Regions from separate parts of the Ovis aries genome. Here region 1 is linked to region 2. A link is a contact called in public Hi-C data. All regions are on one chromosome and are shown on one strand. The core of a region is the stretch at or near the end of the contact, and the rest is flanking DNA. Distances in the headings are between cores, read along the strand shown.

What was found. A called contact is a pair of places that touch in the nucleus more often than the background predicts.
Region 1: a contact with region 2 is called in a Hi-C map of liver, with 4 times the contacts expected there. The contact joins the promoter of BPIFC here to the promoter of PWP1 in region 2. A contact is called at or near these places in 14 of 16 Hi-C or Micro-C datasets (blood, hypothalamus, liver and 7 more).

Annotation. Positions count from the first base shown.
Region 1 is chr3:176,696,297-176,702,191 of ARS-UI_Ramb_v3.0, reverse strand. It overlaps BPIFC (BPI fold containing family C), which reads left to right and starts at 3,811. Exons shown (of 18, transcript XM_027965837.3): 1 at 3,811-4,112. FBXO7 (F-box protein 7) reads right to left here and starts at 3,605. Exons shown (of 9, transcript XM_004006708.6): 1 at 3,382-3,605. The coding sequence starts at 3,503.
Region 2 is chr3:176,524,109-176,529,835 of ARS-UI_Ramb_v3.0, reverse strand. PWP1 (PWP1 homolog, endonuclein) reads right to left here and starts at 1,769. Exons shown (of 13, transcript XM_060413166.1): 1 at 1,535-1,769. The coding sequence starts at 1,606.

The sequences.
Region 1 (5,895 bases), core at 2,562-5,061, 170 kb before region 2:
ACCTACCCCACTCATCCTCTCACTCACTGTTCTCCATCTACATGAGCTTTCCACTCCTTCCTCTAAAACAGATCAATCTCACTGCAGCCTCTGGGCCTGTGCATCTGCTCTTCCAGTTCTTCAAATGACTGACTCTTTCTCATCACCCAGGTCTCAACCCAAATGTCACCTCTTGAGAGATCCCTTCTACCCAACCTCCATCACTCTATTCCATTCTTGTGCTTTACTTTTATTGGAACATCACTAATTGGAACTGTCATTTATTTGCTTATCATCTCTCTTCCACACCCATACTACTAGAATTTAAGTTTCATGAGATTGAGGACCTTGTCTAATTCAAAATTTCATCTCCAGCACTTGGCAAATAAAAAGTATTTATGGAACAGATGTAACCAACAAACATCAGATGAAAAGATCAAGATGAGGCTGAAATCAGGGCTAACTATCCAATATCCTTCCACGATAGTTAGCTTATGCTGCTAAGTTGCTTCAGTCGTGTCCGACTCTGTGTGACCCCAGAGACGGCAGCCCACCAGGCTCCCCCGTCCCTGGGATTCTTCAGGCAAGAACACTGGAGTGGGTTGCCATTTCCTTCTCCAGTGCATGAAAGTGAAAAGCAAAAGTGAAGTCACTCAGTCGTGCCAGACTGTTAGCAACCCCATGGACCGCAGCCTACCAGGCTCCTCCGTCCATGGGATTTTCCAGGCAAGAGTACTGGAGTGGGGTGCCATTGCCTTCTCCAGTTAGCTTATAAAGGTTCCAAAATACTAGACCCATATCCTAATGAATATTCATAATCACAAAAAGTTAGATGAGTGCACATAGATGACTGAGTATAAATTCACCCCTCTTAACTCAGTAAGAGGTTCACCCTTCTCACTGAGGTCTTACTTAAAGTCTTATGTGGAAAAAGTGAACTCGCTCAGTCATGTCCGACTCTTTGCGACTGCATGGACTGTAGCCCACCAGGGTCCTCCGTCCATGGGATTTTCCAGGTAGAATACTAGAGTGGGTTGCTATTTCCTTCTCCAGGGATCTTCCCGACCCAGGGATCAAACCCAGGTCTCCCCACATTGCAGGCAGACGCTTTACAGTCTGAGCCACCAGGGAAGTCCCTAATATGTGGAAGACTACACAAATCCAAAAACCCAGTGCTAAGCAAGCTAAGAGTTCAAATTAGACTGAAGTAATGAACTCCCATCCTTTCTGCATCACAGATTATCTGACCTTCAGAGAATAATCATTTCATTACACACTGGTGAGGAATAATTAACAAACCACTACAGAACATTTCATAAGACATTTGTACTCAGCAATGCTAACTTCATTAACTTTTTGAGAGGTTAACAAAGGATGAAGTCCTTTGAAAACTGTGTTCTGTTTATTTATTTTTACAATGCTTCATTGTCAAAAGTGCTCCGAGTAATTCATTTATGTTTTTCTTTCAAGTGTAAATACATATTTTCTTACCAATTAAAGAGTCTTTGGTACAGAAATTACTGAAGCTTTAGAAACAACTCCTGCTTATGAGAAAACAAGTAGCTATGCCTCTGCTTTCAAATGTTTTGATAAATGCTGAAAATCAGCCAACTGCCCAGGAAAACAACATCCCATTTTTAGCAAGAAAAAAAGAAAAAAACCTCAAATGAATTGTGTTTATGGATGATTTGTCAGAGCATAAGGTTGGTTTTTTAAAATGATTATCGAGCACAATTTTCGTTCAAATATTGATTTGTAAAAAAGGTAAAGAATTGTCAGCTTAATAAAATGTCGGCCTCCCCTCCCCTTTAGTAAAAAGACCTACTTCATCAGGAAATGCCATCCTAGAAACTCCAGGCCTTTGAGAATTATTTTATGGCAATCTCAGACCAACTTGCTCAGCAAGGACACTTTAAAAGTAATAAGGTCTTATGGACACATTTTTAAACTGCCCATTTATTATAAAATGAACATACTGTGAGAATAATGAATTCACTTTCACAAGCTGAAGCTTACATTTCTTCCGGTTAACCAGCCTCAACTGTAAAAACAAACCTGAAAGAGAAACTAACTTGGGCTCTTGAGTAAACAAAGCTAGTCAGATTGGGTTTCACATCCTTTCCAGATTGTCCCACCTAATTAAAAAATGATATGTCTACATATATACAAGCTATTTTTAAAACAGAAGTTAATTTTGATAATTTGTGGCGGGGTAATGATACCAGTATGCAAAACACTTAGGCTTAACATCAAGAAAAAACAATAGACGTGTCAATTACTATAACACTTAAAAAGAATTTTGCCAGTATCTCATTTTCTGTATTTATGTTTTTAATTTGGAGGGGAAAAAAAGGCTTACTATGAATGTAACGTCCTAAACTGAAAACTGAAAGGGTGAGAGGTTCATAATAAAACCTCATTTTACTGAATTTCCTAAAAATAAAATGTAAGTTTATAAAAGTCTTACGAAAGGAGTCAGTTAACAGGTTTTCTTTTGAAGAATTCACCTAAAAAGCCCCAGTGAACACCTTTTGTACTTTTTCTCGGCACACTCAAACTCCAAATTCGCTAGCTCAGGATTCGAAGAGGACCACCCTCACTTTTGTCCCTCTACTCCCAGGTTATGGTCTCCAGGATACCCAGAACAGCCTCATCTGCAACCCCATAAATACAGAATTTGATCCATTATTTCTCAACGTCACTGTCCCCAAACTGCAAGCTCTCCAGGGTCATCATAAGGCCAACGTTTACCATAGTTTGCGTTACAAAAAAAAAAAAAAAAAAAGCAACATCTTGGCCAGGAAAATAATATTATTTGAAACAGACCGACATGCTGCACTTCGCAAAACTTTCCAGCGGGGAAGTCAAAGTGCCCACAGCGGCACGCGGCAGGTAAACACTTAGAGTTTTAAGCGGACTGCAGGCTGGTAGTCCGAAAGCAGCGGTACAGGCTACAGGTGGCCTCGTAACTCCTAACACTTTACAAACTTTTTCACTGAACTATTCCGACAGCTGGAGATGGTGAACTTAAATCCCTGGGAGTCTGAAGAGGTTTAACTTAAGCCAACCCCGTAATTTCCCAGCTCACATCTCAAAAGACTCGGGAATTTTGCATCTTAGCCTCTCCCTGGGTTCGTTTACTGCAAACACGGAAGCGAAGGCTCACCCTGGATGAGCTCGGAGCCCTCGGGACGCCGGGCCATGACCTCCGGGAGCCGGGACCCCGCGAGCTGCAGCCCTCGTTCCCGCTCCCCGCCTGGCCCGCGTCACAGTCCCGCGGTGCGGGCCCCGCCCGCCGGCCGCCCCGCCTCACGTGACCGCCCGGCGCGGGCCCGCGCCCCTGGGCGCTCCTCCCCGCCCCGCCGCGTCCCCACCCCCACCCCGCCTCTCCGCGGCGCCTACCTGTACCCCCAGGTGGGCAGCAGGGCCTGGCTCAGGTGCGCGCGCAGCTGCCCCAGAGTCGGCTCCGCTTCTGGCATATCCAGAGGCCAGGTCCGCTTCTGAAGCCGGACCCGCAGCTTCATGGCGGCCGCGAGAGGACTCAGCGGCCCGGACCACCGAGGCGGCGACGGTAACTACGGAGCGGCCGGGGAGCTCCCGCCTACAGCGGCCACTACTGTAGCTATGGAGATACTGAGGTGTAACCGACGGAGGACCCCGCCGAGCTGGTCTCTGCAACAGGAGCGCTCCGCCCCTTCTCTTGAGGGCGCCCCCTGGAGCCCACCGGCGAGCAGACCGCGGGCGGCCGACAAGGGCCCAGGCCGGTAGGGAACTCACGATCGATGACTCGGCGCGCAACGGCGCCACCTGAGAGCGCGCTTTGAGTTCTGCGCAGGCGTGGAAGCTGCCGCGGAGCGCCGGGGTCGCGGCACTTGTGCAGCGGTGTCACTTGTCTCCGCCTTTCCTAGAGAACGTTAACGCTGAAAGGGATGCTACAGATCAGACTACTCGCCACTCCGCAAGGCCAGGTGTCCTGGTTCTTACTCCACTTCCTCCGTGGCTCCAGCACCATTCGCACCCATCAGCAATTCTGATAGTTTCCAGGTTACAGCAAACTTAATTTGTAGGGACTTCCTGTGGGCCAGTGGCTGAGACTCTGCGCTCCCAAAATGGGGGGCCCTGTTCAATCCATGGTAAGGGAACTAGATTCCACATGCGGCCCAGACCCAGGGTGGCCAAATAAATATTTATTTAAAAACAAAACATTGTAGGCGGTGATCTACGTCGGAGAGTATATTGGCAACCTGTCGCTGCCTAATAATCACCCCAAAGCTTAACTGCTTAGGACAACAAACATTTTTCACGCAGGTTCTGTAGATCGAAAATTTGGTCATGACTTGGCTGTTTGGTTCTGTCTTGGTCTCTCGTGAGATTACAGTCAAGATGTAGGTCAAGCAGCCTTGACCTGCAGTTATCTGAAATCTTGACTCGGGCTGGAGGATCTCAATCGCATGACTGTTGACCTTGGTTTTTTCTGTTGAGGCCTTAGTTTTTCACGCCATGGGCCTCCCCATGGGGCCGCTTGAGTGCCCAGGGGCATGGTGTCAGAGTGTCCCTCACTTCCCCCAGAGCCAGTGATCTCAGAGAGACCAAGGCAGAAGCCGCCAATGTCTTTTATGATCTCTTCTCAGAAGTCACATACCATCACTTCACTCGTTCAACCAAGACTTCAGTGTGGGAGAATCAACCCGAAGGCATGAATACCAACAGACAGGGATCACTGGGGTCCATCTGGGAGTCTAGCTACCACAGAGGGCTTGGCAATAATGACGATGATCTCTTAAATGAGGAAAAGAGTATTGTCACTTTTCATCCTTGTTAAGATAGCCATTTTCCAAATCATAAAAAAGAGTTGAATAACGTTTCTTCCAATAGGTGGCAGCACTTGTCCACATTCTGACCTTCATTCACTCGATAAATATATACTGATCACCTCTTTTGTGCCAGAGTATCCTTGGTCCTGAGAAGACAAGTTCCTACCCATGCAGAGCTTACAGGGAAGTGAATTGACTTTTGTGGTAGAGCGTAAAAAGTGTCTTGTTTATGATGGAGATAAGAACAGTCCTGGGGACTGGGATACATAGGGAAGGGTGGTTGGCCAGGAAGGTTCTTGAGTGGCAAGCGATATGAAATTGAGAAAGGAAGGATGACAGGACCAGGGTGGCTTGATGTGGCCAGAATGGACACAGTGGCTCAATGTGGACGGAGTGTGTATATCCCAAATAAAGAAGAGCCTCAAGCTAAGCAAAGGATTTGGGAAACATCCTAGAAAATGCGTAGGAAGCCACTGAAGAGTTTTAAGCAAGGGAGGCTTCATCTATCAGAGTTCTTAGCTCTGAGCAATAGAGGCTGACTCTGACCAAACAGAAAAGCAGCAAATGAAAAGGATAATGGATAGTTTTGGGATTCTGGGATGGCCTGAAGAAGTGACTCCAGGTTAAGCTTCTAGGAGGATGCTCAGAACCACACTGAAGAACTGGCCTGATGAGGAAACTATCTTGACTGGTAGTCGCCCCACCCCATCCTGGATGGAAGCTGCTGTCACTGCTGCCGGGTACTGCTGGGGAATGGCTGCCACCTCCAAATGCCACATGATTTTACACCAACGAAATGCCAAACTTCCAGATGAACCTATATCCTCACCTCACTCACTTTGAAATTGAAACTTCAATGCATCTGGGATGCATCTGCTTAAGGGAAACTGAGGCCTGAAAACTGAGGGAAACTCCTGGCCGGAAGAGACTGGAATTTAGACTCTGATCTCTTTCCCTGGGGAAACAAGACTTAGAATAGTTTAATTTCCCCAAATAGAGGAAGGCAGTTCAAAAGATGACAGGAGGCCGTGAGTTGACAGATGGGTCAGATCTGAGATATGAATCTGTCCCTGGTAGAATATGGGCGAGATCAGGGTTTCTC
Region 2 (5,727 bases), core at 520-3,019:
AACCAATCAATCACCCAGTCTGTACCAAAATGCCTTTAATAATAAAGAAATTCTATTGGATAACTCCAAAAACTAAAGGTTCTTAAAATTTTAATTAGGAGATACTTATATTTCTAATTTCTCTTACTGGTTTGAATTTTTCTTTCTGGGACTTTGCAGAATAAATCCAATTTCTTCTTCCTACAAACTCTTAAGCAACGGTTCCCAAATCTGTCTCACATTAGAATCACCTGAAAGACTCTTAAATCTCAGACTATACTCCAAACTAAATAAATCACAATACTTGGAAGCTGGTAGTTTTTGAAGCTCCCCAGGTGGTTTCAATGTGTGGACATGTTTGGAAATCAGTGTCCTCAAGTATCTGCAAGTCTCTGGTGCCCTTTTAACAACTCTTGCTTTCTTCAATAAATTTTAATATATTATTTCCTGTCCCTATTCTATATGCGTGTTCAGTCGTGTCCAACTCTGCAATCGGATGGACTGTCCTCTGCCAGGCTCCTCTGTCCATGGGATTCTCTAGGCAAGAATACTGGAGTGGGTTGCCATGCCCTCCAGGGGGATTCTTCCCCATCCAGGGCTAGAACCCGCCTCTCTTACGTCTCCTGCTTTGGCAGGTGGGTTTTTACCATTAGCGCCGCAATGAATGCCTACCATGTGCCAAATGCTGGCGAAACTGGAGAATTAAACAGTCTATGTCCTGGTGGAACTGGCTCAATAACCTGAAACAAACACTACCCCGCCCGTTTTTTTCATTAACATTTATCACTGACAAAGTATTATATATGCACATGTCAACTCCATAAAGGCAGGGACTTTTCCTGTTTTGTTCATGCCTATCCCAGGACCCTGAACAACGCTGGGAACAGAGAAAGCACTTCGTTAAATGTCTGTTGAATAACGTAGGTAATCTCGGCTACAGACTCAGTCTCTCCCGTAGGCTTTTCCCCTTCATAACGTGTCACCGTTTACCTCTACCCGCCGCCCCCCACGGCCTCATCAACATTTCATCTGCACTACTGCGAGAGTTCCTAATTCAGTTCTCGAGCTCACGACACCGTAGTCTCCACACCAGTTTTTCTACACCACGGTTTTCATCCAGTTCATTCCTCTAAACGCCGAGCGGAGGAGGGGAAAGTGGAGTTTCACATACGTGCCCTCTTTTCCCGATTTGCCTGAAAACGCGCTAGGGTGACGGCAAACTATGTGGCGTCGTCAAGAGGTCTCGCTGGACGTTGTCAGCAAGCACCATCCCGCCTCCTTCCAGCCCACGATGTCCACAGGCGTGCGAATCGCCGAGGGTGGGGTGGGTCGGGCTCGGGGGTAAGGGACGGCGAGGAGGCGCTTGGGCCAGGAGTACCAGACCCTCGGAACCACGGCCCTACCACGACAAACAGGCCACAGCCGGCCCCACCCCCCGTCAGCCCCGCCAGCGGCGCCGGGGCCGCGCGTTCCGGGTCCAGGTTCCCAGGCGACGCTGACCCAGGATGCTGCAGAGAGGCCGCTCCCCCTATACCTCGGAGCGACCGGGCCTCACCTTGTCTGGCGTCTCTTTGGCCACGCCGCAGCGGACCCAGGCCACGCACGTCACCTGGCGGCTGCGGTTCATGGTCTTCAGCTCGAGGCCTCACGCTACAGACTTGGCCTCGGTGGGTCTGGAAACCCCCACCGCCCTTCGGCCAGCACGCTCGGTGAAAGGCTCCCGGCCGCAGCTTGGGACAGAGCGCAGGCGCCGGCGGCCACCTGTTCCTTAGGGGTCGGCGCCCGCTTCTGACGTCATTCGAAAGCGGCGAACGGGAAAGGGGTGGGGAAAGATTTGGTATCCGAGGCAGCGGGGTTAGGAGGGTTAGGAGTCCACCAGGGCTAGACTGCTGTGTACGGTCTTGTGAATGGGTTTTACAAGACATCCGTGACCATGTCTGCGGGCTTCGTGGGAGTAATGAATAAATAAATGAAATTGGAACGGTAAAGGTCAGAGCCAAATTTACACCAACATTTATTTTGCCTCCATATTCTTAGAGCTGACAATGGTAGAGTTTTAGGTTTGTTTTTAAAACCTTTCTCCAAAATGAACTTTTTTTTCCCTTCTCTGGCTGGGCGGTAGGGCTTGTGGGATCTTGGTTCCCCAAGCTCGGCAGAGCAGTGAAAGCCCCAGCCTTACACTGGATGACCAGGGAATTCTCCGAAATGAATTACCATTTCGAGGAGATAGTTCAGCCATTACATTTCATTACATTCTTGCATGTTGCTTATATACTAAATACAAGGTAGTGGTTGTAGCAGCAGCAAACACAAAGTGCTTGATATATACAGGAGGCACCATTTTAAGTGCCTTATGTAAACTTGGTAACTTCTTAACACTTTGTGGGAGATCTTAGGGGGAATATTATCTTTCCCAAGGCCACACAGGTAGCAAGTAGCTAGGATACTGTCAACTACAAATTGGCACTTATCATGGGCACTTGCTTCCCTGGTGGCTCAGATAATAAAGAATCTGCCTGCAGCGCGAAAGACCTGGGTCTGATCCCTGGGTTGGAAAGATCCCCTGGAGGAGGAAATGGCAATCCACTCCAGTATTCTTGCCTGGAGAATCCCATGGACAGAAGAGCCTGGTGGGCTACAGTCCATGGGGTTGCAGAGTCAGATATGACTGACCAACTAACACTTTCACACACTATGGACACTTGCTATCTACCTCTACAAGAATTAAATCATGATGGGCTTCTGTAGCTGCTGACCTTCAATACACTGTGAAACTAGTTCAGGGTGAGGAGCAGAAACGAGGCTGTTTGTGCTGGGAAAAACTGGCAGGACAGGTCATCAGGTAGTTAGATATTTTCAAGAGCTCATTTTCTTGGCTGTGTGACTGTCTTGTCACTTGCCCTCTGAGTTTTCATCTCTCTCCCCTACATCTGAGACTGGCAAGCAAAACAGGAGGGTGGTTGCTATGGAGAGAGTGGGGGCAAAGAAAACCCGCAGCATATGCTCTGCCCCAGTTTTATTGTCAGAATGGGCTGTCCACATATGGGATCAATTTGTGGGCAGTTTGTAACACATTTTCCTCACATACAATAGTTTGCTTGGTTTTGCAACAATATTGATGAAAAATTACCTCCATTTAATTTTTTCCAATATTTTGGTTGCACCATGTGCCTTGCAGCATCTCAGTTCCCTGACCAGGGATTGAACCCTGGCTGCAGGAGTGAAAGCCCCGAATCCTAACTAGGCCAACAGGGAACTCCCCCTCTATTTTAAAGGTGAGGAAATTCAGCAATGAAAACCTTACTACCATGAAATCACACTCAGTTAGGGACTGGCAGAACTACAACTAGACACCAGGAACTCTGTACACTCAGCGGGACCCCCTTGGAACTTGCCCAGCCTGGGGAGGGATCCTCTCAGGTGTGAAATGCGAATCCCTAGGGTAGGCTGAGTATGTGTTCATCTCTTCCAGGACTGTTTCTCTAAACCGATTCCTCTGTAGCTTCTTTGCTTTTGGTCCATTTTATTAAAAAAAAAAAAGCTTTTATTTATATTTATTTACTTATTTGGCTGTGCCTGGTCCTAGTTGTGACATGTGGGATCTTTAGTTGCATTCGAACACTTAGTTGCAGAATGTGGGATCAAGTTCCCTGACCAGGGATTGAACCCAGGCTTCCTGCATTGGGAGGACAGAGTCTTAGCTGCTGGATCACCAGGGAAGTGCCCTGCTCTTGGCCCAACTTCCCTGGTGGCTCAGAGGTTAAAGCGTCTGCCTACAATGCAGGAGACCTGGGTTCGATCCCTGGGTCAGGAAGATCCCCTGGAGAAGGAAATGGCACCCTACTCCAGTACTCCTGCCTGGAAAATCCCATGGACAGAGGAGCCTGGTAGGCTGCAGTCCATGGGGACGCTGAGGGTCGGACACGACTGAGCGACTTCACTTTCACTTTCACTTTCAGGACAGGCTGTATTTTTCAGAAATGACTGCAACAATATCTTCCTTCAGACGTGTTTTTCCACTATGTGTTCTTGATGCTCCCCCATCAAAACCTGGGCTCTAACTCTATCCACCCCAGCCTTGAGTTTGGATAGGCTTATGACTGCTTGGACCAATATACAGCATGACGGAAGTTCCAAAGTTAGGTCATAAATAGGATGAAAGTTCTGCCTTTTCTCCCCCCATGAGACACTTATGTTTGGAGTTCTGAGCTGCCATATAAAAAGTCTGAGTACCCTGAGGCCACTATGTTGTGAGGAAGCCAAACCACACAGAGAGGCCACATGTGGGTGCCCCAGTAGACAGTCCTAGATTTTGAGTCAAGCCAGACATATAAATGAAAGAGCCTTCAGATGGTTCTAGCACACAGACACTAACCCCTCCTCTCAGCCTTTGAGTTTTTCCACCTCAGATCCAGACCCTGTGGAGTAGAGATGAGCCCTCCCCACTGTGCCTTGCCCCCAGTTCTGACCCCTCTCTCCTGAATCTGTGAGCATAGTTAAATGGTTGTTTCAAACCCTTAAGTTTTTTTTTAATCCTTCCATAATTCTTTATTGTGGTTAAATATACTATAAAATTTACCATTTAAACCACTTTAAAGTGTACAGTTCAGTGGCATTCAGTACCCGACCACTAAGCTTTGAGGTCATTTTAAAATAATTATGGGAACAGGCAAGAACCTGGGCTATATTTAGACCAGAGCACATGAGCTGATTTATTAGTAAAGACTGACTTATTAACATCTGGCTGGGCTTAGGTATACACTCCTGGTATGCAGGAGTGGGCTCATATTTGAGTAGTTGCCTCTGGATTCATTCACTCTGGGGCTGCCCTATCATAAGACAGCTGCTGCTCCATGATGGTGCTGGTTCAGAGTTGGTATTTGATAAGTATTTGTTAAATGAGTAAATAAGAATAGAAGGTAGAGTATGGCTCTAGCTACCTTGGGTCTGCTGAACTTACACTCTTTTACTGGGTTTAGATCTGAAATTCTGCCACTTCAACCCAAGCTGTGAATTCCCTTTAGGATTGAAAATCCGACTGCAGTTGGCATTATTAGTTCCTTATAACAAGAACTGAAAGAGATCATGCTTAAGTAGTTCTATTTCTAAGCTTGATTCTTGGGAACACTGATGAGCATATTTAACTCAGAAAAGCCTCTTTGCTAGAGGCCAGAAAAAAATGTACTTGGCAGCATGTTGGCTATTCTTAGAGCTAAAGGTCCCAGAAGATTGGACCCAAGCCCATGCAAGGCTGTCATTACACCTTTTAGCTCAGTGCTGGGTATAATCAGGCTCATAAACATGATTTCTGATTGGTCCCAAGCCAGAGAAGGAAGTGAAGTGCGTGCTACCCCCACACCCATTACACTAGGCTCTATTTCTTGTCCCTTCTATAGCTAACCCTACAATATTAGTTAGCCGACAAGGAGTGGAAGGATAATAATAGCTACCAGTTACTAAGTGCTAGAGGCCTGTACTGCAAACTTGATTTTGCCATGACGCAATCAATTTTATTTTTTCTAGAACTGAACTTTTCATTTTCATGAAAATAAGAACGATCAGGGCTTTGTTACTACAGTAGAGCCAGTCAGTACCTAGCTTGGTGTCTGGCATAATAAGTGCTGTTAATATTTGTTGAATCAATGAATGATTTGCTGGCTTGCTCAGTTGCTTCAGTCATGTCCAACTCTTTGGACCCCGTGGACTAAAGCCTGCCAGGCTCCTCTGTCCATGGGGATTCTCCAGGCA